Regions from separate parts of the Oryctolagus cuniculus genome. Here region 1 is linked to region 2. Evidence: chromatin contacts called from public Hi-C data. All regions are on one chromosome and are shown on one strand. Each heading gives the region's core, a stretch centred on a gene start, on an enhancer-like site or on the middle of the called end of the contact. The rest is flanking DNA. Distances are from core to core; before and after follow the strand shown. Region 1 holds the start of HECTD1 (HECT domain E3 ubiquitin protein ligase 1). Region 2 holds the start of DTD2 (D-aminoacyl-tRNA deacylase 2).

What was found. A called contact is a pair of places that touch in the nucleus more often than the background predicts.
Region 1: a Hi-C map of an unstated tissue shows a contact between it and region 2, with 1.7 times the contacts expected there. The contact joins the promoter of HECTD1 here to the promoter of DTD2 in region 2. A contact is called at or near these places in 2 of 6 Hi-C or Micro-C datasets (skin fibroblasts and an unstated tissue).

What each region holds. Positions count from the first base shown.
Region 1 is chr12:44,179,133-44,184,461 of mOryCun1.1, reverse strand. It overlaps HECTD1 (HECT domain E3 ubiquitin protein ligase 1), which reads right to left and starts at 2,038. Exons shown (of 43, transcript XM_070053782.1): 1 at 1,737-2,038; 2 at 188-343. The coding sequence starts at 327. LOC138844637 (a long non-coding RNA gene) reads left to right here and starts at 2,428. Exons shown (of 2, transcript XR_011380779.1): 1 at 2,428-2,655.
Region 2 is chr12:43,930,306-43,935,716 of mOryCun1.1, reverse strand. DTD2 (D-aminoacyl-tRNA deacylase 2) reads right to left here and starts at 2,770. Exons shown (of 2, transcript XM_051822748.2): 1 at 2,572-2,770. The coding sequence starts at 2,682.

The DNA of each region.
Region 1 (5,329 bases), core at 789-3,288, 250 kb before region 2:
TATCAGTACTACAGTTACCTTTTTCTATTCCTCAGAAAAGTGTAAACGCAAAACTTTAAAGAAGTGTTTTAAAATACACTTTAAAAATTCACCAGAGAAATTTCTACACAAATTGAAGTCAGCAATGTTTGAAAACAGATGTCAATACAGCAAAACCCAAAGGAAGATGATGAAGGAATGCACTTACGTTTCAAAACAACGATCCACGTTGTCAGACATCAAAAGCAGCATGCATAGCTGTTCCAGGGCTATTAGCTGCATATCCCTTTCATCTCCCTGTCCCATCTGTAGCCATTCCAGCAACGTATCTGGATCCACGTCCGCCATGGTTTTTTAAAAGCCTCTGCTTAAATTTGAAAAGGGAAAAAAAAAAAAGTCCTTTAAATTTCCAAGACTAATCAGCTTGAGTTTTAAAATGTCTTCATTTACTTCTGCATAAATTAAATGTTCATGGTATCCTCCTACAAATTAAAAAAATCGTGAAGTATGTCTTCTGGATCACGGTGTTCAATGTAGTTTTCCAACTTATTCCTTGGGTTTAACATTCAGATACCACACTAAATAAAACGCAGTTTTGCACAAGGCATAAGCTGATTATGTTGCTGCTTAACTGGAAACCAGCGCTGTCTTCGTCAAACACAACCACACAAGCTTCGGATCCCACGCTGCTATCACTAAATGACTGTGCCAAAAGGCAAAGAACTACTACTACAGTTTTTTTTCCCCCGCAGCAAACTTCTTCCCCTCTTCTATCTACACTCAAAACTGATCTTCAGATACGGGTCCTTTTCTGTATTTTCAAGGCATTTTAATCCTTTCCCTTTCCAAATTCAGTTTCTCCTGTAAAGTTACCTCCGATTCCACAAATCCTGCTTCTCAATTTACTTACCCCTATTTAACGATGTACAACTACAAACGATAATTAGATACGAGATCTATTTATGAATAAAGACTTGGTCAATGAATGTTGACAGTCTTGGCAAATGTCCTTAAAACTTTAAAAAGAAACGCTAGAAAGTATGTGCAATGGACTAACAGGTTACGGATCAGAATATAGGCCACTCTAGGGCTCTCTTTTCCCGTGGGGATGGGCAGTTGGCTAAAGAATATATATATAAGCGAAACCGAGAAGTTGCCCCTTCAGACCAGCCATCATAAAAGCTCCTCTTTAGCGCCCTGATCAGAGGAGCGCTGTGGATCCCACCTAACCCAGCTGCAGGTGTAGAAATCAAGCGTAGGGTCGCGGTGGGCAGCCAACGGCGGCGACCAGCGGGACCGACCCAACAAGCGCTCTGCCTCCCCCGCACCAAACCCCATCAAGTTAGCCACCTGTTTAGGAGGGACCGAAGATCGGCAGAAGCAGCAGCAAAAGCCTCCGGGGCCGGAGGGGGCTGCCGAGCCAAGCAGGGCGGCCGGTCTCCTGAGAGCGGCGCCCGGAACTCGGAGGCCCGGAGGGACGTCCCTGGCCCCGGCCGGGCCGCGAACCCTCCCTTCTTCTCAAGGGCAAGAGGAGCCCGCCGTGGGCTCCAGCGCCGGCAAGCCAGGCCCCGCCGCCAGAACGGCCCAGGGAGGGAAACAAAGGGGCCAAGCAGAAGAGTCGGCAGCAGCCCGGCCGACCTCAGCCGGCGCTGGGGTCTCGCTCCCCGCTCGCCGCCGGGCGTCCCGGATCCCGGAACCTAGGCCTGCCCTTCCGACGACCGGAGGCATCCCCGCCTCCCCTTCCCACAGGCTCTTACCCAGGCTTGTCGTCCCAAACCGCTTCGGTCCAGCTCCCAGCAGGCCGCGGGCAGAGCCAGGCCCAGCCGCGGCCCTCGAGTTCCCAGGAAGCCGCAGGCCGCGCAGGTCGAACCGGGCAGGCGGCACAGGAAAAGCCGAGTCTCGTCCCTCCCCTTCCTCCGCGGGGACCTGGTGACAGGGAAGCGAGAGGTTCCCCTGAGCGGCGGCAGCCAGCCAGCGCAGGTCCCGTCCCCCGCACGCGGCTCCTCAGGCCCTGCAGTTCAGAGGGAGGCCCGCGCGGTGCTGCCGGCGGCAGCGGGGGGAGGCCGCGTCCATCGTGATTCGGGCGGGGGGAGAGGGGAGGGTCGAGCGAGAGCCGGGCGGGGAGGCTGCCGAGGGCAGCCGAGCCCGGCGGAGGCGGAGCGAATCTGTTCTCCCGCCGGCGACCCCGCCGGCCACCACCTGGGGCGCTGCGGAGATGGCCGACCCGCGGCGCGGGGGCGCCAACCCCGGGCGCCGGGCGCGCCGCCGCCGGGTTCCGGGCGCTCTCGCCCCCCGCGGCCCGGGCTGGGCTCCCTCGGGCTGTAGTTTTCCCAGCGCACACCCTGGCTAGTTAGCGCCTTTCTTGCTCGGCCCGAGTCCGAGCGCGCCCCCGACCGCCCGCGCGCGCGCGCGCGCGCTCGAGCACGCACGCTCCGCTCGTTTGGCTCCGTGGCGAACGCTTCGCGCGGCGCTGCGGAAGTCCCCTCCGTGCAGCGCTGGGCCCAAGCTGTCCCGGCCGAGCCTCCCCGCCCGCGGGACCCGCGCTCCCCTGTCAGCTGGCCTCGACGCCTCCGGTCGCCGCTCCTGGCGTGAGGAAAAGCGCCTCCCTTCGGTGCCGGGCGGCAAACAGCCCCGCGCTTCAGAAAGGAAACGTTTCACAACCACCCTGGAAAATAGGTACTGTGTTATCGGCATTGTTCAGAACCGAGGTTCCGAGGCAGCCTCGGTAAATTCAGTCCCGAGAGCGTCCCAGTAAGCAGCAGCACCGAGAGGGGACTCTGGCTCCTTTGCCTGTGGCCACAGATAGGTCCGTGGTCCGTACTTTTTATTTCACGTGCATTGAAAGTAAAATACACCTGCTTATAGGACGCACTCGGAGATGTTTCGGATGTGCTGAATTGGAAATGTGAATATAGCTTTTAACAAAAAATATTAAATAAATCCTTCTGGTTTGTGAGATAAATAAGCCCACGTCTCAGAGACTCCTAATAGTACATGGTGGTAGTGAAGACATGTTCCCTTAGGCAATTATGAAATTGCCATGTATTTCTAAGAACCAATATTTTGGAAATTACAGATTTGCCCTGCAGTTAGCTGTCAGCACATGTCCCAGTGTCGCAGGCAGTGGGCCCCCAGGTCTGCTATTAACAAGTCGAATCAAGAGAAGATGATGAAAAATGTGACTGCCTTGTCACAGGTACAACACTATCAGAATAATGATTTAAAAACAGTGAGTGTAAGTTGCAGCTGCCAGGAAAATCTTCAAGGAGGAGGTGGCATTGCTTTCTGGACCTTGAATGGGTGAAGTGTAGACGCTGGGGAGTGGGAAGAATACAAGTGAAACCTGGTTTTGTTCAAAGATAAAGTGAAGGGGAAAGAACCGGCGTTGAGCCACAGAAGAGGAATCAAATGTGGAGAGCCTTGAAGGTGCAGATGCAGAAATTAGGCTGAGCCAAGCAGCCAGTTCTGGACTAGAATCCTGGAAAAAGTGGAGAATTTATATGCTGAGAGTGTCCAGAATGGGCTGCAAAGAGCAACCTAGACAAGGGCATTGGCTGGGAGGTTTCTGCCCTGCCCTAACAGTGGGAAAGCCCAACAGGAAGGCCTAGACTTGGCCCTAGGAGTAAACAAGAGGGTCAGACAGTTGGTACAGCAGTTAAAACCCTTCTTGGAACACCCAAATCCTCGTAACAAAGTCCTGACTGCACTTCTGATTCCAGCTTCCTGCTAATGTGCACCCTGGGAGACAGCGTGTGATGGCTCAAGTCCTTAGGTCCCTGCCACCTATATAGGAGACCTGATTTGAATTGCTGGCTCCCCTGTTTGGCCTGGTCCAGGCTAGGCCATTTGAACGTTTGAAGAGTGAACTGGTAATAGGAGCACTTTCTGTGTCTCTCTCTTGCTATGCCTTTCAAATAAAATAAATAAATAATTTTTAAAAGACAAAAGAGATATATACTTCTGTTAAATTTAAAAAGTATCTTTTCCTTTATTCCTGCACTGTATCTACCTGCACCAGTAACTTCCTATGGCTAAGGTAAACAACCTTAGTGTGCTTTAAAGACACTTTATCAAAACCATGCTGTGACTTTTATTGTGCTTTTACAGTAAAGTGTTTTTACATTGTTATTTTAAATTCAAACACAAAGAGAGAATTGAAACATGAGGGCCTGGCCAGCATTATGGTGCAGGGGTGGTGCAGTGAGCTAAGCTGCCATCTGCAACGCAGGCATCCCATATCAGTGTGGCTTTGAGTCCTGGCTGTTTTGTGTCTGATCCAGATCCCTGCTAATGCGCCTGGGAAGACACCAGAGGATGACTCAAGTACTTGACCCACTGCCACTCATGTGAGAGACCCAGAGGAAGTTTGAAGCTATTAGCTTTGGCCTGGCCCAGTTCTGGCTATTGTGGCCATTTGGAGAATGAATGGACCAGCAGATGGAAGATCTGTCTCTCTTTTTTTCTCCCTTCTCTCTCTCTCTCTCTCTCATACACACACACACACACACACTCACTGCCTTTCAAATAAATAAATAAATAAATCTTTAAAAAAATAATCATGAGGTCCTACAAGGAGAACATTAAAGGAAAAGAATGAAGTACTGAAAAAAAAATCCAGATGAAGGCAGTGGACCATTTTCAAATACATGTGCCGAGAAACCAGGAAGTGTTTACATGTTGAGAGATCACTTTGATGCCAAAGTCTAAGACTCATGGACCAGTCAGAATTTCTCTGTGCCAGGCAGAGTGTAAGGCTCAGTAAGTCACAGCCTCTCCCACTATACATTTGTTACAATTAATGATGAACTTACTTTGACACATCATTATCATTCAAAGTCCCTAGTTAAAGTCCACTTGTACGTTTTATAGATTAGGATGAATGCATAATGACATATCCACTATACACACTATCATACAGAATATTTTTTTACTGCCCTAAAAACACTCTATGCTCTACATGTTTATCCACCCTCCTCCTAATCCCGGTCAAGCACTCTTTCCTTAGATTTTCCTTTCCAGAAAGTCATACCATTGGAATCATACAATATGTAGGCTTTTCAGATGGGCCACTTTGACTTAGTTGTATACATTTAAATTTCATGTCTTTTAATGGTTTGCTAGTTATTTTCTCAGTTTATTTCCTTATGTTCTTTTTTCTTTCTTTTAAAAGATTTATTTATTTGAAAGGCAGATTTACAAAGAGAGAGGGAGAAACAGAGAATATCCTCCATCTGCTGGTTTACTCCCCAAATGGCCACGAGGGCTGTAGCTGGGCCAATCCAAAGCCAGGAGCTTTTTCTAGGTCTCTCTTATGTGGGTGCAGGGGCCCAAGTATTTGAGCCACCTTAGG
Region 2 (5,411 bases), core at 1,521-4,020:
GAAAGCCTAATTTATAAAAATTTGTAATTTTTTAGAATTGATAAAAAGTACGTACATGTTCAGTATAGATGCATTTTTCCCCCAAATATTTTCTGAGGTTGGTTGAATCCATGAACGCAGAACCCACAGAAGCTGAAGGTCAGATTGTATGTAGAAAAGTGCAGGAGCTGGCACTGTGGTGCAGCCGCTACTTTTGATGCTGGCATTCCATATAGGAGTACTGATTTGCGCCCTGGCTGCTTTGCTTTTGATCCAGCTTCCTGCTAATGTACCCAGAAAGGCAGAAGATGATCCAAGTATCTTGGGCCCCTGCCACCCATGTGGAAGACCAGGATGGAGTCCCTGGCTTCTGACTTTTGCTTGGCCCAGACCTGGCTGTTGTGGCCATTGCGGAGTAAAGCAGCAAACGGAAGATCTCTCTCTCTCTCTCTGTCCCTCTGATTTTCAAGGAAATAAATCTTTAAAAAAATTTTTTTAAAAAAGCACAGGTAATTTTCACTGTGGCTTAGAAATACTCAGTTTTCAGGAAGAAAAACATTTATCTGTGATAGCAAAGTTCTAAACAACTGAAACAGCAAAATACCCTTCAAATCTTTTGACAATTAAAACACTGCTTCTAAAAAAAAAAAACTTTCAATAACAGAACAGGGGAAAGTGTTTGAGAAAGAATTCTCACCATCTAATTAGTTGCCAGCTCTGTAATTTACTCATGTGTGTGGGAGTGGAAGGGAAAGCCTTTTACAAAAACCTTTTAAAATGTATAAGCACAAACCAATAGTTTGGAAGTCTGCAATAAACTATCTGTGATTTTTCTATAATGAGATGTGGCACAAAGAATATAAAAAAGATAAAGAGGAATAGAAGGAATCTAAATGATTACCAACTCGGAATTCAGAGTGCTAGTAGGCAACTATAAAAATAGGTGATTCTTCAGATAGGATAGCAAATGTAAAGAGAATAAAATTTCAAATATGGAAGAAAATCAACACTTCAACAAAAACTCATTAACACAAATGAGAAAAATGAGGTTTCGAGAAGAGGGGAGAGGTGAGAAAATAGGAACTTTTATACTTATTAAATTTATACTTATCAAAACAGCACACAGTAACAGATTCTGATTTAAGATAATCATCCACAGGCCGGCGCTGTGGCATAGGAGGCAAAGCCTCTGCCTGTGGTGATGGCATCCCATATGGCTGCTCCTCTTCCAATCCAGCTCTCCACTATGGCCTGTGAAAGCAGCAGCAGATGGCCCAAGTGCTTGGGCCCCAGCACCTGCTCCTGGCTTTGAATTGGCCCATCTCAGGCCACTGTGGCCATTTGACGAGTGAATCAGCAGATGGAAGACCTTTCTGTCTGTTTCTCCCTCTCTGTAACTCTTCGTCTCAAATAAATAAACAAAATCTTAAAAAAAATCATCCACATGCCATAGTTCACGGGTAGTATTTCAATTAATGACTTGGGGCCGGCGTGGTGGCTCACTAGGCTAATCCTCTGCCTGCCGCGCCAGCACCCTGGGTTCTAGTCAAAGTTGGGGCGCCGGTCCGGTCCCGGTTGCTCCTCTTCCAGTCCAGCTCTCTGCTGTAGCCGGGGAGGGCAGTGGAAGATGGCCCAGGTCCGTGGGCCCTGCACCCGCATGGGAGACTAGGAGAAGCACCTGGCTCCTGGCATCAGATCCACGCAGCACGCCGGATGTGGTTGCCACTTGGGAGGTAAACCAATAGAAAAAGACCTTTCTCTGTCTCTCACTCTAACTCTGCCTGTCCAAAAAAATAAATAAATAAATAAATAAATAAATAAAAAAAAATCAATGACTTGGATTGTGTTAAGGAATGTAAGATCTGGAACCCAATGTAGAAGATGTTTACTTTAAATTCTCCCACATTAAAGTTCCTGATTCCTCAGAAAGTCTTAGTTATGAACTAATCGTCTTCATGCATTTCAACTTACTCCCCCAAATATGTCAGGGGCCTTAAGGAACATCTTAATCTTTTCGCATGGAGTGGGCGCAGGCCTCAATAAGGCAAGGATACAAGTACCGACATAAATGTTTTCAATTCTTTGGAAGAAACGGGCTCGAGAACAATGCTTCGTTATTATAAATGTAGAGGTCTTTGTATCGGACTTGCAAATGGGTCAGATTTTTCTTTTTCTTGAAGTACAATAGTTCGCTGCGAACTCTGCACAACGGCCTAGTACCGAAGACCAAGCTGCAGCCGCCGGGAGCGGCCATTCGACGCCACGCGGAGGCCACGTCAAAGCAGCAAACCAGACCTACAAGCTCGAGCCAGACCGTCACAGGCCCCGTCCCACACGGACGAGACGTCCACCGCGCTCAGGCAGCAGACCGCGTGAGGAGGTTCCACCCGCCGAGGGCCCGCAACGCGGGAAAGCCTCCGTGGGCAGCGTCGGGCACACCGGCCGCCGCGACGTCCCGCGCGGCCCACAGCCCACGCCAGGGAACCAAGCGGCCCGCACGCCGGGCCAGAAGCGAGGCCGGTCACCAAGACAACGCGGAGAGGGCTGCCCCCCGGCGCAGGACGACAACCGGGGCTGCCGGGCCGACGTTACCTCAACCCACTGGGCCGCGGCGTCCCCCTCGGCCGGGCGAACTTGCAGCCGCGCGTGCAGACACTGCTGTAGGAGCGCACGGGCTTGAGGCGTTCGGCCACCGTCGGCCATTGCTGCAGCCCTAGCCCCAGGATCCCACCGGTTCCGGCCGCGCGCCCCGGAGGCTCCGCCCCTGGACTGCCCGCAAGGAGGACGGGACGGGGCGGGGCACGACGGAGGGACCGCCCCAGCCGCTCTGGGGGCGGGGCCTCGGGGGGGTGTCCCTGGGGTGTCCCGGATGTTCTGTCTTCAAAGACAAAGCTCTGCTAAGCCCCTCCGCAGTTGGGGAGTGATTCTGTAGAAGCTGTTCAGTGTATATTTGAAACCAGTGAAAAGGCTCATTGGGTCTTTGCTACACACATTTTGTAGAAACATTTTTCACCTCAGAAAGCTTAGGTTTCCAGAGGTTAAAAACCTTTAAATAAGCTTGATGGAGGTCCGTGTTATGTTACTTAATGAAAATAGGTAAATGTAACGAATCGATTGATCTGGCGGCAAGTGCAGATGGAACTAAAAGCTATAAATCTTTCAAAATTTTCCTTACCCTAATCAATAAAACGGTACTGCCTCCTCTGTCAGGAATGCTATTAATCATTCTGATTCACGGTTGTGAAAAGTATTGATATGCTCTATGAATACACACTTGGAGATCAATTCTCTAGGGAATATCCCCTGTAAAAGCATGCTTATATAGGAAAGTATGTGATACCTAATAAGTTATTTAACCTGCTGCAAAAATAAAACAACATATCCTGATGCACATACAATATTAAATTTTGCAATGCATTTTCTATGAGTACGTATTAGGATGCAAATAAAGTTAAACAAGGGCTTGATTTTTCTTTCCCACGCAACACATTCCTTAAACATGCATCAGATTAGCATGTATTTTTCTACAGGCTTGGAGGGTTTGGATGAAGAATAATAGTGTTACCCTGATTGCATTACCCAGGTCATTGATTTGGCCTCAGTTGGCACAATATGCCTATACATTCTGGCCTGTAGTTTTAGCAGATGACATCACTGACAGTGTTGCTATCCATACAAAGTAGTGTGACTAAAAAAATAATCCATGCATAGTCAATAGCCCTTTGTACACAAAATTTAAGCTGCATGTTTGGTAGTTATCTTGTAACCTGTCTTAAACTTTTATTTTTAAAAAGCAGCAGCAAAATCTCACATATCTGATTGCTGCATTACAGGGGTTCTGATATTCATTGACATTTGTCTGCAAGTACAGAACAATTGAATTGCTTAATGTATGCATCTTTATGTCATTGCAACTCTTAAGTCTCTTTTTCTCTTTCTCTCTCTACCAGACATAAATTTGGAGGGAACTTTGACATAGAGATCTTTAGCCTAGAAGAAAGGGCTTTGTGTCCATCTGCATCTGGATGTCAGGGATAAGGAGGTTTAGTGAAAATAGGCTTTGGGGCCAGTGCTATGGCATAGCGGGTAAAGCCGCCAACTGCAGTGCCAGCATTCCATATGGGTGCCAGTCTGAGTCCCAGCTTTTCCACTTCCAATATCCAGCTCTCTGCTATGGCTTGGGAAAGAAGTAGAAGATGGCCCAAGTCCTTGGGCCTCTGCACTTGCATGGGAGACCTGGGGGAGGCTCCTGGCTCCTGACTTTGGACTGGCACAGCTCCGTCTGTTGCAGCCAATTGGGGAGTGAACCAGAAGATGGAAGACCTCTCTCTCCCTCTCTCTGCCTCTCCTTCTCTCTTTGTGTAACTCTTTCAAATAAAATAAATAAATCTTTTTTTTAACAAGAAAATAGGGTTTATGGTTCCCAGAGATCTTCCCACATGGACCAGCTTTGTGGTGCAGTGAGCTAAGCAGCAGGCAGCAACCACCTCCTGATGGAGCACCATCTGGCTACTCTGCTTCCAGTTTGTGTCCCTGCTAATGTGCCTGAGAAGGCATGGTCCAAGTACTTGGGCCCCTGCCACCCATGTGGGAGACCAGCATAAAGCTCTGGGCTCCTCGCCTCAGCCTGGACAAACCCTGGCTGTTGCAGCCACTTAAAGAAAGAACCAGTGGATGGAAGATCTCTTTGTCCCACTCTCTATCATCCCATCTTTCAAATAAATGAATAAATAATTTTTTGTGTGTGAAAAACATCTTTCCACAGTGAGGGGCCTTTAAAAATTATGAATAACTTTATTTCTGGAAATAAATGAAGTCTCACTGGTGAATAGCTTTGCAAAAATCACCAATTACTTTAAATCTTCCTATTGGATGAGGATCTCCTGGACATTGCTGTAGGTGATGTAATAGATTGTGGCTCAGTATTCTTCCCTTCTACCTGCAGAGGGCAGTAGTGAATAGACACTGAAGAAACATTTCCTTTATTTTATTTTTTGGGTTGAAGGTTTGTACACAGACAGCTTCAACTATATCTGCAATGGTTGTTTAAAAATTGACACATAATATTTGTAAATATGGGGTAAAATATAAATTGATACATTTAATAAAATGAAGATAGTGCTTACATCTCTTCAAACACTATTAATTATTTCTGCATGTCGGGCACATTTGAAGCCTTCTTTTTTAGTTATTTTAAAAATACATCATATATTGTTGTAGACTAACTAACTAGAACACCAGAACCAATTCCTTTCATTTAACAGAATTTTGGTGTGCCTTAACTAACCTCTTTCCAGCCTATCTTTTCTCTCCTCTTCCCAGCTATATTTTGTTTTTTGAACACCTAATTAAATTCCACCAAGAATTTAAGAAGGCAGGTCACAAATGCAATAAAATAGTAGTATGTGGGGCCTGGCGTTGTGGCCCAGCAG